Regions from separate parts of the Clupea harengus genome. Here region 2 is linked to region 1. Evidence: chromatin contacts called from public Hi-C data. All regions are on one chromosome and are shown on one strand. Each heading gives the region's core, a stretch centred on a gene start, on an enhancer-like site or on the middle of the called end of the contact. The rest is flanking DNA. Distances are from core to core; before and after follow the strand shown.

Region 1 (7,368 bases), core at 1,268-3,767:
GGATTTGCACGCCTCACTGTCACCCTCCCCCATTCCATTTCCCTACTGAAGGAATTAATTGTTTGCTCAAATCCTGGAGAAAGGTAGTGGGGCTTGATGGGGAAGACGGCGCGGGGGGCAACTGCTTATTGGCTGTCGACGAGGGTTTCCTAGGCAACCTTATCAGGTTGTACACATTCTGAGCAGGCTCGGTGAGGGAAACGATTTATCTTGTATGCGCAAAATGTCTCACTGCTGACAAAAGGATGTACTAAGAGCACCGGTCTAATCAAACTACTCCTCTTGCGGCAAGAAAGCAAAAAGTAATCCCGCCGAGAAGAAGGAGCTGCAAGCTGTTTTTGGAAACGTGATAGCTCTCAGGAGAGGAACGAGAGCACCCTTCCGCCCCCCACCCCCCACACCGTGCTTCAGAGGGTGCTGGCGCTGATTAGGATGTCATCTGTCTCTTCTCTCCCCTCCCGTGCCTTTCCACACCTCCGCATTCCTCCTGTAAAGCAAATAAGAGTAGGAGGGGATTTGTGTCTGCCCTTGGAAAAACCACCCCATTTTTGCCCATATTTGAAGCGCTGTGGTTTTGCTGCCTCCATATCTGGGTCAGTTCCCAGTCTTCACCGTTAGAACTGGAGTGTAGTTATATCCTACTGTTACACCAGCCTGTTACTTTGAGGAGACAGGAATGACCTTTGACCTCCTCTGGTGCTCATTTACGCCACTGCTGTACTTGCCACCAGTTATTTTTAAAACAAAGTCCCTTGGGGAAGAAAGGAATGCAGTCAATTGAAATATATATTTTGTGTGTTACCATGGCATATGGTTCTACAATTGGGATCAGAGTGGTGAATTTTTTACACCTGCAGCTACATTTCTTCCCCACACACAAAAAAAAGAGAATAAATGAAAATCCATTAAATAGCATTATGCAAGGTGCTGTTAAAGCAGCACTTAGTGCATCTGCCAGAATGACTTTGGTGTGTGCGTGAGGTGACATCATGCACCTTATAAATGAGCCTCAGCCATATTTCTCATGGGGAGGGAAGGAGGAGAGATGGCCCTGAAGGTGTGTCTGTGAGAGCGTGTGCACGTGTTTCTGTGTCTGTAAGTAAGAGGACGGAGGAGGTGAGGTAGACAAAGATGCACAGACAGACACATGCTCAGCAGGTGAAGGGGTTTAATACCCCCCCTGCCTCTGTCCCAGCATGGGGAGAGAAAAGTGAGTGGCTGCCTCTGATCAACTGCCTGTCAGTGGCGTCTGCTCCTAATCTACATCGTCTAATGTCAGATTGAAAAATAAAGCAGGGCTCCTGCCAAGGCAGGAGGTTCTTGAGGGAGGGTGTGTGTGTGTGTGTGTGTGTGTGTGTGTGTGTGTGTGTGTGTGTGTGTGTTGGGGTGGGGGGGCTGTGCTGTGTGTTTACAGAGGTTTACTCACTGCTTTTGTAGGCCATTAATCTCAGCCTCCTCTGGATTCCATTACAGGTAGTCAGCACACAGTGGAGTGCAATGGTGATGGTGGAATGAATTAGAAATACGAGTCCGATGCAGCCTTGAGTGTTGGCCGTGATGAGGTCTCTCCCCCCCCAACACACACTCTTCTCCCCCTCTCTCTTCTTTCAGTCTTTAGTCTTTCTCCTTGTCTTATTGGGGTCATCTCCTTTATTACCATGGAAATGGCGGTGATGTATCTGGTGTGAGTGAGCGTGTGTGTGTGAGCGTGTGTATGTGTGTGTGCGAGTGCAAGACCATCATCAAACATCTCCCTTGGGAGAGCAGAGGTCACACAACTTATTTAGTCCAGCTCTCTCCCTCTCTCTCTCCGTCGGCCTCCTCCTCCTCTCTCTTGCTCGTCGTCTCCCGACCTCTCGTTCTTTATCTGTCGATCGCTCGCCATAGCCCCCATTGGAGATGACAGAATCGCACCCCAGAGCTATTTCCAGCTGGGCAATTAGAGTGCCCTTCTCCATACCTCACACATGCATTCGTGCCCAGCATCAGACACTGAGCTCTTCCCCCAGGACCTAGCCATCATCCGCGGCTCCGAGCGGCGCTCCGAGGCCAGGGTTGATATGTCGGAGCGCTGCAGATAATTTGGCTTTCCTCCGGAGAGGGGCCGTAGATTGTTTATATGCTGGGATAATGGCTCCGGGGGACAGGCAGGGTCAGGCCGCAGACATAGGCGCTAGTAATTGGCTCTGAGATCTGGCCATGCGGTTGGTCTGAATGCCGGTGTGGTGGCGCTGGGGTCCTTCACACAGTAAGAGGGAGAGGGAGAGAGAAAAGGAGAGAGATCAGCATGGTTGGACATCTGAAGAACCTGCCAATCATGCTACTTAAAGGTTTGTTGTGTTGCACAGAAGAACACAGCTGAGCTTGTGTTGGTGTTGTTAAGTTTCTTTGGATGTGCACATAGAGAACATAATTATGGATGAGCGTCAGGAAACACTGGCAATGCAGTCCTCAGGTCTCACTGGTGCTGCAGCAGTTCACTAACAGAAGCAGCAGCATTCTTTTCTCCACTCAACCTATCAGAGACGGCAGAACCGCTTGTCATGCAAGAGCCTGGGTGAGAACACAGAACAGACCACCCTCTCAGCCAGGCAAGTTGTGCTCGTGATTCTAGCTCGCGCAAGACTACGTTCTCGTGTAAGACATGATGGCTCCAGGCTTAATGGTCACATATTAGTGAACATAAAAATCAATAGAGCTGCAGGGCTATTCTGAGGGTCTTCTCACAAGAACCTCTCAGGAGATATAGGCAGTTTATACCTCCCCAGAGAGAGAATGGTATTCACACAGGTTAGGTCTGACTTGCACTTCTCTGGGATTGAATCGTGAGATCTACCTTGACATTTAATAGTGGTTGTTAACATTAATAATGGACATGTTCCTGACCAGAATATGCTTGATGTCTGAGTGGTTTAGCGTCATTTTAAAGTCTGGGTTATTGTGTATTAGGTAAATGACATGTTAATGTGACATTTCGGAAGCAGATAGACAGTATAATGATATCAGATAGACAATAGTTATTTATAAGGCTGCTGTTGTATAAGAACAGCGTGGTCAAAATGACATCAGCCTATTTACTATGCGGTAGATTAAAGCCAGTAGCAAGGCTTAGAACAATAAATAGGCATCATCACCATGTTGGAACGGGGGAGAGTGGGAGTGTGCTGTGTTTGAACGTGATTATAAATGCTGAGAGAGACAGTGTGAGTGTTTCCACCTAATCTGCTTGATAGGGAGGAGAGTAAGCAATTTGATGTCTGACTAAAATATTTTTTTTTCTCCTCTTGGAAAGTTTCAGTGTTGCTCTAAAAACAAGCCTTAAATAAAAATTCCCTCATGAAGGGAAATCGGAAACCGGGAACATATGAGGGGATTGCTTTGTTTCTAAAACACCATGTTTTCAATAAAAGTATATGATGCCTCCTTTGCCATCTACCTTTTCACATTAAAGAGTAGCAGTGCTTTAATGTCAGCTGACTTGCAGTTCAGTTATTGTGTCTAGTTATTTATAGATACTGTAGCCTGTATTATATATTGATGTGTCCCCTGCAAATTACAAGCATTAGCTTGACATTGCAGGTACTGTAATGTTGCAGTACCAGATGAACTACAAGAGCATAGATGATTTCTTTACCTCTGTAGGGAAATGCGCAGTGATAGGAACTCATGTCCTTCCAGTGCACACCAAGGTTCTTTAGTTTCATATTATTCATACACATGCGCACACACACACACGAAAGCAAGACAGACCGGACCTGTACGTTTGTTTGTTGTTGTTGACTCTGAACTCGACAGTTCGACCGTTTTTTTTCTCTGCTCTCTCTGAACTCTGAACGTTACTCTAAAAAGTCTAGATACAGATATGTCCTTTTTAGCTGGGCTACCTTCCACTTTTGAAAATGTGTTGAAAAAAGATATGTCTCCATATGCTGTTGTTCATGATATTTACGAAAAGTATACTACGAAAAGTATCAAATATTTGCATTGAAATTAGCCATACTTTATCAAAGGTTTTTTTTTTTAGTCCGCACAGACCCTACATTACACGTCTAAATCACATACTTTCTGCCATCTTGTGTTCATCCGTGGAACAACTTAGCTCCGCTGTGCAGCACAACATTTTTGCTGATAGAAACTATTTTGTATTGTTTAGGGATTCATTATAATGTTGGTCTGCATTTATTCTTGAAATAATCAACTTATATCAATAGAATACACTCGTAGTTAGACTTTAGATACAAATAGAATTACAAATTATTTATGTTTGCCATCCCATGATGCTTTGGCGACATCTGCTGGTGAAGGGATCGTGGTGGGTCACAATGGACAATAGAAGTTAGTTTATCCGTCAAGTTTTCTATCAAAAAGAATATCCTTCGTATTGTAAATTACACAAAACATCCATATAAATAAAACTGAAGTTACATCTTGCTTTTAGTCAGTCTAAGGAGTCTAAGAAGTAACTGTTTCTAAGACTCCAGTCCCAACTAATTGAAGTAGCCTACGTCAAATATTCTTCGACAGTTTTCTAGTGCTTTACCCTAAATCTGTGACATGATATTAGCCGTCATTTAGTTAATTATATGGACTCTAATCACACTATTACAACATGATATTGTTCTCTATTGGTAAGATAAATTGCTTTGATTGATGTCTTTCTTTTGATTTGTCTGTCCAGTCTCTAAGGTGATGTAAACATGTAGCTAAGTCTAGAACATCTTCCTTCTTATTAAACATCCTATCTCACCAGTTATATGCTATAAGCTCTATATGTATTAGAACTGTATTTACTTTCTGCTGCTCTCGTCATAAAGTGCAGTTACTTTTCACATTTTATTTCAGAACAATGAACCGTTTAGTCCAGAATTAAAAACAGACCACTGTTCTGTTACCATAACATTTCCACTGAAAACTGTCTTGACAACTTATTATTTGTCTTCTCAAACAGTACCACTAAGTGGATTTATCACTATATTTAAGAGAATATATTGTGACACCACCATCACAATATCACTTTCATTCATGATCACTGTCGGATCATCTTAGTCTAGCAGTTATCTTTATTAGCCTATGAGCTTTAATCAATGTAATTTGTTCATGTGAGAATTCGTCCTTGAAGTTATGGGACAGAAATACTGACACATTTGATGTATGAGGGGGATAATATCAAGCTACAACACTGGAACTTGCCATTGTGATGTTTGTGACCACAGACCATGTTTGTGTACAACATTCTGACAGAAAGTTTGTCGATTCATTTGTGCAATTTCTGTGATATCTGAATGAGTTCAATAAAACCAGCAAGACCAGTTTAGCTCACATTTTTTAATAACATGGCACAATTTACATAACACAAGTTTAAATGAGGAGCATGCTGAAGATTCAGTCGCTTCACTTTTTTTTCATTTTGTACATGATCTAGAAAGGACTTCATTTTCTTACGTACATGATAGACAGCAAAAAAGTTTCTGTTAACAATCTCTTTGCAATACTCATTGACTAATCACTACTGCTCCTGTGAACATTTTTAATGTTTGATTTAAAAAAAAAAAAACACTGCACAACATCTGAATCTCACAGAGTTTGAAGCGCACAACTAAGCCTATCGGTGGACTACTAAAATAGATCTTTGCCCATTTAAAAACCGACTCGTCCACAGTTTAGACTTCTAGCTTTTTTGTCTTTTTAGTTTTGTAGATACAACAGCTTAGGATAGCACTTTAATACACTGTTAGACCAACGGTAACTCATTTTCAAATCGCCAGACACCGACTTATCACTCCTTGAGCCGAGGATAGGTGTTTGCTATGTTTGGTGTGCATTCTCTCCACAACAGAAGACGTTGCTCAAACGAAACATTCTACATTGTGGTCAGTGACCTCAATGGTTGGAAGATGCAGCAAAAATATAGATATAAATATACCTCTACGAAAACACAATTATAAGGATTGTCACCACAAAACAAGTCGAAAATGTGATTTGTATTGTCTGTGCATACTGGGTAAATAAATTCACCTTTCCAAACTACGTGGGATGCTCTGGTTGTGGAGAGAGTGCAGGACTGGGGCGTCAGTTAGATGTGTGTGAGAGCGAGGGAGAGAAAGAGGAGGTGAGAATGACAGGAACAGAGGGAAAGAAGAAGAGAAGGATGGAAGTAAAGAGCAAGAGAAAGAGAGAGAGAGATAGATAGAGAGAGGGAGGTCAGATTGTGAGATTCAGAGGTGGATAGGGAGAGTTAGAAGGGTCCCATGTGTTGCATAGTTGAGGGGGCGCTGGACTGAGAGTTATGGCGGATGGGGAGTGTCTGGGAGTGATGTAAAGTGAGCCTTGCCAAGAAGCCACTGGTAGCCATTACTGAGCAAGAAAACCAATGTGGGAAAAAAACAGCACATTCTGCACTTCAATCTTCATATCCTTTATGTACATTTGTTCAAAGTAAAGCTTTCAGAAACACCCTTTTGCATATTTTTGTACCTTGATTTTAGCCTTAAGGAGTGAGCACGTTGACTATACACATTATCTACACATTTTGACCGCCTCAGTAATGTATTGACGTAGCTGTACATTCCAAACACAGTGCTCTCCTGGATGGGGGTGTTTTCATCTGTCCACTGGCCCGCACCCTTCTCGTCGCTTCAGAGCAGGTTTCTGTACAAACGGCCACACAAAAAGCAGGAGCACGTAGGATAAAATGTATGCAAAATTTTCAGTTGTTCAGAGAATTGTCCGCTATTCGTATTTGATTTGAAATTTTTACAAAAGGAAAAAAAAACAGGATAAAAGGCATTTCAGTGAGCCTTTCTCCTGGGATGTAATATACACAGGTATGATACAGTCTCATCTGCCCAGGGTTAAGTGCTTGCTTTGAGTTCCATATCAGTCTGTCAGGCACAGATCTTGGGCACGTGTGTGTGTGTCTGTGTGTGTGTGTGTGTTTCTGTGTGTGTGTGTTTGTGTGTGTGTGTGAGGGGAAGAGTCAGTTTCATCGTGCCTCGATGTCCTTGTGTGTGTGTGAGGGCGGTCTGTCTCTGAGGTCCGTGCTCAGGGGGGTAGTCCGTCGAGGAGAGACAGGGCGTGTCCCCAGCGAAGAGATGAGGGGGGGCGGGGCGCTCAGCGATGCCGTGGGCGGGGTCTTGTTGAGAATTCCGTTTTGATGGGCGGCGGCGGCGGCTGCTGCTGCTGCTGCGGCTGCATGGCTAACCCGCGGGTAGTGCATGGTGGGGAGGCCTGGGGCCATGAGGGCGTGGTGGGGCAGGTGCGCGTGGGCATGGGCGTGGGCGTGGGCGTCCAGGTGGTGAACGGAAGGGGGGTGGAGGCGCGCGGCGGCTGCAGCCACTGCGGCTGCGTGCTCGTAGTCCTCACGGAGCG
Region 2 (7,017 bases), core at 941-3,440, 69 kb before region 1:
TTAAGTGGTGCTTCGGTCTGAGAGAATATAAATCAAATTGGTTCTGTTCTTCTCAGGTACAGTGAAGACACCCCACCCTTTACTCTTGCAAGGTTCATTGGAGATGATGATAATGAGAATGTCTTGCTGAAAGTGAGAAGTGCCCTGGAAAGAGTCACCTCTGACTATCATTCGGAGACCTCATCTGATGATGATGGTGTCTGTATATCCCCACCTCCTGAGAATGACAGTGCTTTCACTACCCCTCCTCCAGAGAGGGACAGTGGTTATGGCACTGCTTCTCCTAAAAACATTTTCTGTGCCAGGCCTTCTCCTGACAACAATAGTATCAGTGCCACTTCATCACCCCCAAATAGGCGTGGTGGTGCCACCACACCTCCTCAAAACAGAAGTCCTCCTATGCAGGTACACTGAGAGAAAGTTGCATCCAAAACAAAGCCTATGTGTCATTTACCTCTTCATCAATTATTCTTTGGTATGGAGGTGAAATTTGAGTGTGTGTGTGTTTGTGTGTGTTTTCATTTGTTTTTCTCAAGGTTGATTACCCAGGTCCACAACCATTGGCAGCACTCTCATGGAGAATACCTGTGAGATCTCCTGTTGAGCCACGACCCTATTTCATGCTGAACCCACGTGTCAGGCCCTTTCCTCCGGTCAGGCCTCATAGTTGGTCGAGGCCGGTCTACCGCAATCCTATGTGGAGCTGTCCTGCCCGATCTCACCGTGGAGGAACTGCAGCAATATGGTCTTCGCCTGGAAATGAAAGAAGATTCGCAGGAAGGATGCATTTGAACAGACCACTGAAGTAACTTGACCAAATACGTTTTTAAAAATAATTGAAGTCACTACTTGTTTTGTATGTCCGATTCGCATGAATGTTTTTGCACTTTAGGTGACTTGTTGGAGAATTGTACTTGATTAGGTTTTGTATTTTGATTAATCAGATTTTGTATTATTTATGTATAATGTCTAATGCAATCAGTGTTCTTTGATAATGGTCTGTATATTGTCAATAACTAATATTTAAAAGACAGTATTGTATTTATTTACACAATGGTGTTAATCCTATTATGGAAAATAAACGTGCATTTTCTAACCTGTACAGGTTCAGTTGGGAAATATCTGTCATGATGGCTTTTCGTTACTATACTTTGTAGTTCTATTTTAGTTTTCACAGAACAATAAATTAATAGTTTGAAAGGAAAGAGAACAAAAGGGGCTCTGAAATAAAAAATATGGGATCTATTTGAAAGCTTTCCAGGTCAGAGACCATACATACTGAGACAGAAAAGGCAGAATGAGACTGTCTTCTTCCTATTGTAATGGACCGAGGGCAATGAAACAAACCATTATTCAAAAAAGCTGTCATAACTACCAAACTACCAATGAGTAATGATGAATAATGACTTTGATTGGGGATCACCATGTTGAAAATGAAATGCTCTGAGGCTAATGAGGATCAGAGGCCAAGTTGCTTTATCAGATAACAGGATGAGCAAATGCAGCAAGTGAATCTCTTACATGGCAGGCTTTGATAGTGAAATTATATTGCAGTGCCGTATTAATATGTTCACAGAATTAATTATTGTACAGAAGGCTCACTTTGATTGTATGCTAATGGCATCAATACTACTCAGTCAGTGGCCTTCTGACAAGGTTATGGTTTTCAAAGCCTATAGGTGTGTAAAACTGGTCATCTCGTTATGGGAAGGTCATGTGGTGGTATTCTCATCAGTTTGTCCAAAAATGGGAAGTGTTTAGGTTTCCATGAAATCTAGATTCATGCGTAAGAGCCCATACATAGCCTACCTACTTAATCACTGCATAGGCCTGCAGCATGGCCTTAAAAAGCAATTTTAAGCAGGTCAATAGACCCCTTCTTAAACAAGAAGAAATACAAGATTGTCCTTTTTTCTTTGTTATTATGACTGACTTACAAAATATTTGTTGATTATAGGAAGGACAGGGTTTTGGCATTTTGACAGCAAAACTGTCTGCCACCACGTATGGGATTCATAGAAATATAATATATGACACAATTGGTTGCCTATATTAAACGTACCATAGGTCCAGTTTATATGCACACTAGGTGGCGTACAAGGTGCATTGTGCTTAAACAAACTTTACAATGGGAATGGGTACCCTCCGGAAATCACGTGTCTGTATCCCAGCCTCTATCCACCTGCTGAGGCAGAGAGGGAGCGGAGTTTTAATACAACGAAAGGGAGGTCGGAGAGAAAAGGCATCGAAGTTGGTGTGTTGTTTTATGCCAAGAAGAACCCGTGGATTTAAACCAAAAGGGATGGATTTGACGACATTTCACTTTTGTTACTTTCTATTAGTAGTCACCGCAGGTATGTTCTTCAGATTTATTTTTCATTACTTTGGTGAATGTCCCACAATTTGAGGTAACGTAATGTTCCTGAAGTAACGTTGGCCTTAACGTACCAGCTTCCGAGTCCACAACTTAACCAACGTTCGGTAACGTTCGCTGGTTTTCGAGTTACAAAGTTAGTGTTGTGCGACCGGAGACGTAGTCTTTCTTGTGGGTTTGTATATGAATTGATTCAAATTTGTATTTTTATTTACTGACCCTTTCGCACCGAATTTGTTCCTCAAGCAAGTGAGATTATGAGCTAGCTGTATAATGTTACCACAGGTAGTAAAGACACAATAGCTAGCAGCAGAGACCATGCGACAGGTTCATCAACTCTAACGTTTCGGTGTTGACCCAGCACTGACATAATTGTTACTGGTTCTTGTGAGATGAAACTTGAATGCTTCGTTATTAGGCAGCCTCCTCCGTAGTAACTCTTAATATACCCCCATGTTTTATTTAATTGTTCAAACAACGCGACGTCTTATGTAAATCGATATTGGCAACAAAACATGCTAGCAGACATTAAGAAAGTTGAATTAAATACAATATCAGTGAATCCCCCATTGTGTCTTTGGGATTTCAGTGAAATAATTTCACGAATTTACGTGAAACGGCTGAAGGTCATGCTTGGGATAAAATTTGACATTTTAAACTGAAGTTACGCCAGGTAAACATTAACGTTAAATCTAATGTGATCGGGGATTTAAAAGATATATACAAACCCATGTAATTGAGAGAGCGTTTCTTTAGTGTAACGTCAAGGAGTTAAGGAAACTTGATATTAGGCTAATTCCTAATATTGGGCTTATAACACGGCTAGATCATTTATTTGATCGTTTTGGGTGGAATGTGGCGTAACTGGCATTATCTGTGAAAATTCGTTGTCAGTGTTAATCTGTTTGTTTTAGTGGAATTTCATGCTAAATCTAAAGCGTCAAAAATCACATACTTCAGTCTTGGAACCTAGCTTCCACATGGCTATAAAACTAACGTTAGGTTTATGGAAAATATGACATTGAATATAGCCCAAAGACCTATAATTGCCAATTATTTCGCCCAAACTGTAATCTACGTGGGAAATGTTCTCAGCAAATCGTTCGTGTATGATGCAGACATCAGACTTAGTTGGTATTAAGTTGTGAGAAAAATGTTTTGTGACCTTCAGTTAATTGGTATTCAGGCCATCTTTAGAAGGAGTGTTTCAACAGTTTGTTTTGCCGCCGATAGCTAGTTAACACAATGCCTTGATCCGCCTTAAATCCTTCACCGGGTTTCAAAGAGCGGCGGGTTTGTCTACCATCTGCCAGAGTAAAAGCGACCAATAGCCCACCCCGCCCCCTTCAACCCCTCCTAAAGACAACAGTCCACGGGTCTTTATATGTAGATCTGATACCTTTCCCCCAGCAAGTTATTTGCTATTCCTACTCGTAGTTCAAACACAAAGGTAGATGTTTCATTTCCTTTTCATGTGATCAGCAGTTCAGATTTGCGTCCAGCAAACGGAACATTTCAGTTCCAAGTAATGGGAACACCATAGAGACCACACAATGTTCATGTGCAACATACATATCTGTGTTTTGTTTTGTAGTAACCCAAATTTCCCTCTGCTCATGATGAATTATTGTATTTGGAAGGGAGTAAACACGACCACTACCAATGTAGCTGTTCCGTCCGTAATTGGGTACAGACCCTCAGGGGTCGTCTCAGTTGGCCCCATGTCCTGTCTGGTTTAAAATCTGTTGATTGCTCTGAGATGGTCCTCTATCGCATGAAGGCATATGGAGAGACAAAGTGTTCAGGGTTATATGTGATGCAGATGGATTGTTAATATTGATTGCCAATGAAACGGCTGCTGTAAAATGCAGTTACAGTTTCTAAATGTACCCCTTTTTTTTGTGTGCCTTCTGACAGCGAAAAGGAGAACTGAAAGATGTAAGCTGAAAAATATTGGGCAGAAACTGCCACACCGATCCATTCTCTCCTTTTATGCCGGAAGTGAAACTAAATATAGATAGTGTTCAGATAAGGCCTTGGCACTAGTTGTAGCTAGCAGTTTAAAAGGCCACTAAGGTTAGAGAGAGATAGACAGAGACAGAGAGACAGACCACTGACAATAACATTCCAGTCCACTGGTCACTGATAAACCCCTAGTAATAATGACAGGCTTTGCATACAATTGCACTTCTCCAATGCATGTCTTTGTCATAGCCATAGACAGTGAAGACAATGATGTGAAGTTTGTGTGGTTCTGTTGAAGTTCCTTCCTCTCCCCCCTACTGTGTTTTTGTGTGTTCTCACACCATACACAATGTAGTAAAATGTAATTATCATTACAACAGCATTGCAAAGTTTGTTTAATAATAAAATTAGTTTCACACCAATAATAATATTTACGTCACCGAAGAGTCCAGCTCTTTGCAACATCCAGTTTTGACTTGCAGGGACATTAAAGTGCCCACACAAGAGTTTTGAGATTTCTGTTTGCTTAGTCCAGTGCCCTTTGGTAGTCATGTTCAGTGTGTAATTTCCTGTGTGTTTGGGAGCCCTCTCCCTCCAATCTGGTTAGTAAGCAGGTGCTAAGAGGGACAACCCAGGACTGGCTGTAGCTGTTTGCATTTCATACCAGCTCCTCACTTCCCTATCCTCTATACCAATGGTGACTAGTGGAGGTGTAATCCAGATAGGTTTTTACATGTGAAGTGCTAGTCAGATGGTTATTTGTTTAGTATGTGAAAGATGAGATGTCTTGTATAGATTATTCTGCAGTAGGCTTTGTACTATCTAATGGAACAAACACTGTATCAAAAGATTTCATATGTCGTGTTAGCAGATCAAGTGTGAAGTTGGCTGAAAATATTTACATAAATAGTAATGTGAGCTTGCAATACTAATCTAGTTTGGCTAGATTGAGAGGCCAAAAGGTTCAGTTAGTACCTGATCAGCCTTCCCACTTTAAACCCCCAGCCAGGCAACCGTTGCTAGGATACCTGTTGAAAACAGCAATGCAGGGATATCCTTGAAACGTGTGGTTGTGTGTCCCAGTGTGTTTGCTCTTAGATGTGTCAAGTCTATCCACTCCTGAATGCGAGTGGGTGTGGAAAACAAAAAAGGAGTGTGCAGGTTTTTTTTGTGTCTGTTTTTGTGGTCTCAAATGATGCTTTGTTTCTCCCATTTCTCAGATTAACCTTTAACACAACTTGAATTCACTCTCATGGGAAAGATCTTTGCCCTATTTAGCACCATTATCATGGATACATTTATCTTAGCCTTTGTCCCTGTGTCGGATCACATGACAGCATATTTCTCTCATATGTGGCCAGCACTATCGGGTTTCAAGGTAGCCTTTTGGTTTTGAGTTTCACTTGAAATGGTTCTGTTTTTGATGAATGAGACTGCTGGTCACAAATGGCCCTTATTCATCATACTCTCTGAGCATACTCTCTGAACAAAGGGTATCGAAATGTTTGTTTATCACGAAAAAAAACCAACAGGGGATGGCTCTCGCATGTCTTTTACCTGTGAGCACAGCCTAGGAGCTTTTCATCACCTCTGCCTAAGCATTGGAATATTCAATCAAGAGTTTGCAAGTAAAATTGCAATTTCTGCATACGACAATTAGTCTGTGTTATGTGCAGGCTATACTGATAGCTTTCAGATGGAATTAGATGGATTTACCATAAAAGTAGGATTCCAGTGGCGGATATTATTAGGCTTGCTATTATTTTATTTATACATTTATCCTTCCATATACTGCAGTACACATCATGCGTTTTCATGTTTTCCGCAAAAAACAAGACATTTTCAAGGAGATGCGATTTTGGTGTATGTGACCTGTGAGTATTTAGAATGGGATTGTGGTGAACTTTGCTGTAAATCTGTGTTTGTTTTCCACTAGTTATGTCGCATACATTCTCCTATCAGAGCAAATCCACAAATATGCCTTCAAAAACGCTTGCCTTTGGGACATGACTGTTAACGCAATTATGAGAATAGTGGAGGAAATAACTGAATGGCAGAACGAGAGCGAAAGAGGGAGAGCGCGAGGGAGCCAGTGGCTGATGGACTGAAACAGACTTGAGGCGAATGAACCGCTCAACCTGAGAGATTGTCATTGTCCCAAACGCAGGCAGTTCCTGCTGGAGGTCACCACTTTGCATTCCGTTCCCGTGGCGGAGCTGTCGTAACCGCGCAGCGCTGATTTCTGCAGTGGCAGTGCTGTGCTCTCACCTCCAAACCCAAACGCAAGCAGCCACTCTCTCGTTGTCCTTGGAAACTACCGCTTCATTTTTGTTAGACGGACTTGTGGACTGCGCATGGGCTGCATGGAGCAAGTGACGTAAATGTGGGGTCAAGCCTCGTAATCGGGCTGTTCGTGTCTGTATTTAGTTATAGATGTAAATGCACTTTGTCATCAGTGGGCAACAGTAGATGTAATGTCCTTCCTCCGTGCTGAGGCTGAGTCATTCATAGATGCGAGTTCGACAAATCAGAAGCCGTTGCGTCTCAGTAAACTTCCAAGCATCTACTGTCAAAAAACAATGTTAACGATAGAAAAAGCCATTTCGTGTAGATTAAGCCTTTCGCTGGTATCCCGTTTGCTCAGATGATGTTGCAAAATGGCACCCACTGAACCCACT

What was found. Hi-C and Micro-C count contacts between places; a contact is called where the count stands out from the background.
Region 2: a Hi-C map of head shows a contact between it and region 1, with 6 times the contacts expected there. The contact joins the promoter of cxadr here to the enhancer-like site in region 1. A contact is called at or near these places in 2 of 2 Hi-C or Micro-C datasets (head and muscle).

Annotation. Positions count from the first base shown.
Region 1 is chr8:8,889,695-8,897,062 of Ch_v2.0.2, reverse strand. It overlaps auts2a (autism susceptibility gene 2 protein), which reads right to left. Exons shown (of 19, transcript XM_042708451.1): 19 at 5,311-7,368. The coding sequence ends at 6,983. Among protein-coding and RNA genes, the nearest start is that of cxadr, 70 kb to the left of the region's middle. Within about 2 kb of position 2,517, the one cell type or tissue checked has open chromatin away from gene starts, as enhancers often do.
Region 2 is chr8:8,958,299-8,965,315 of Ch_v2.0.2, reverse strand. cxadr (coxsackievirus and adenovirus receptor homolog) reads left to right here and starts at 2,190. Exons shown (of 7, transcript XM_012837768.3): 1 at 2,190-2,354. The coding sequence starts at 2,267. btg3 (protein BTG3) reads left to right here. Exons shown (of 5, transcript XM_012837756.3): 4 at 57-405; 5 at 537-1,119. The coding sequence ends at 809.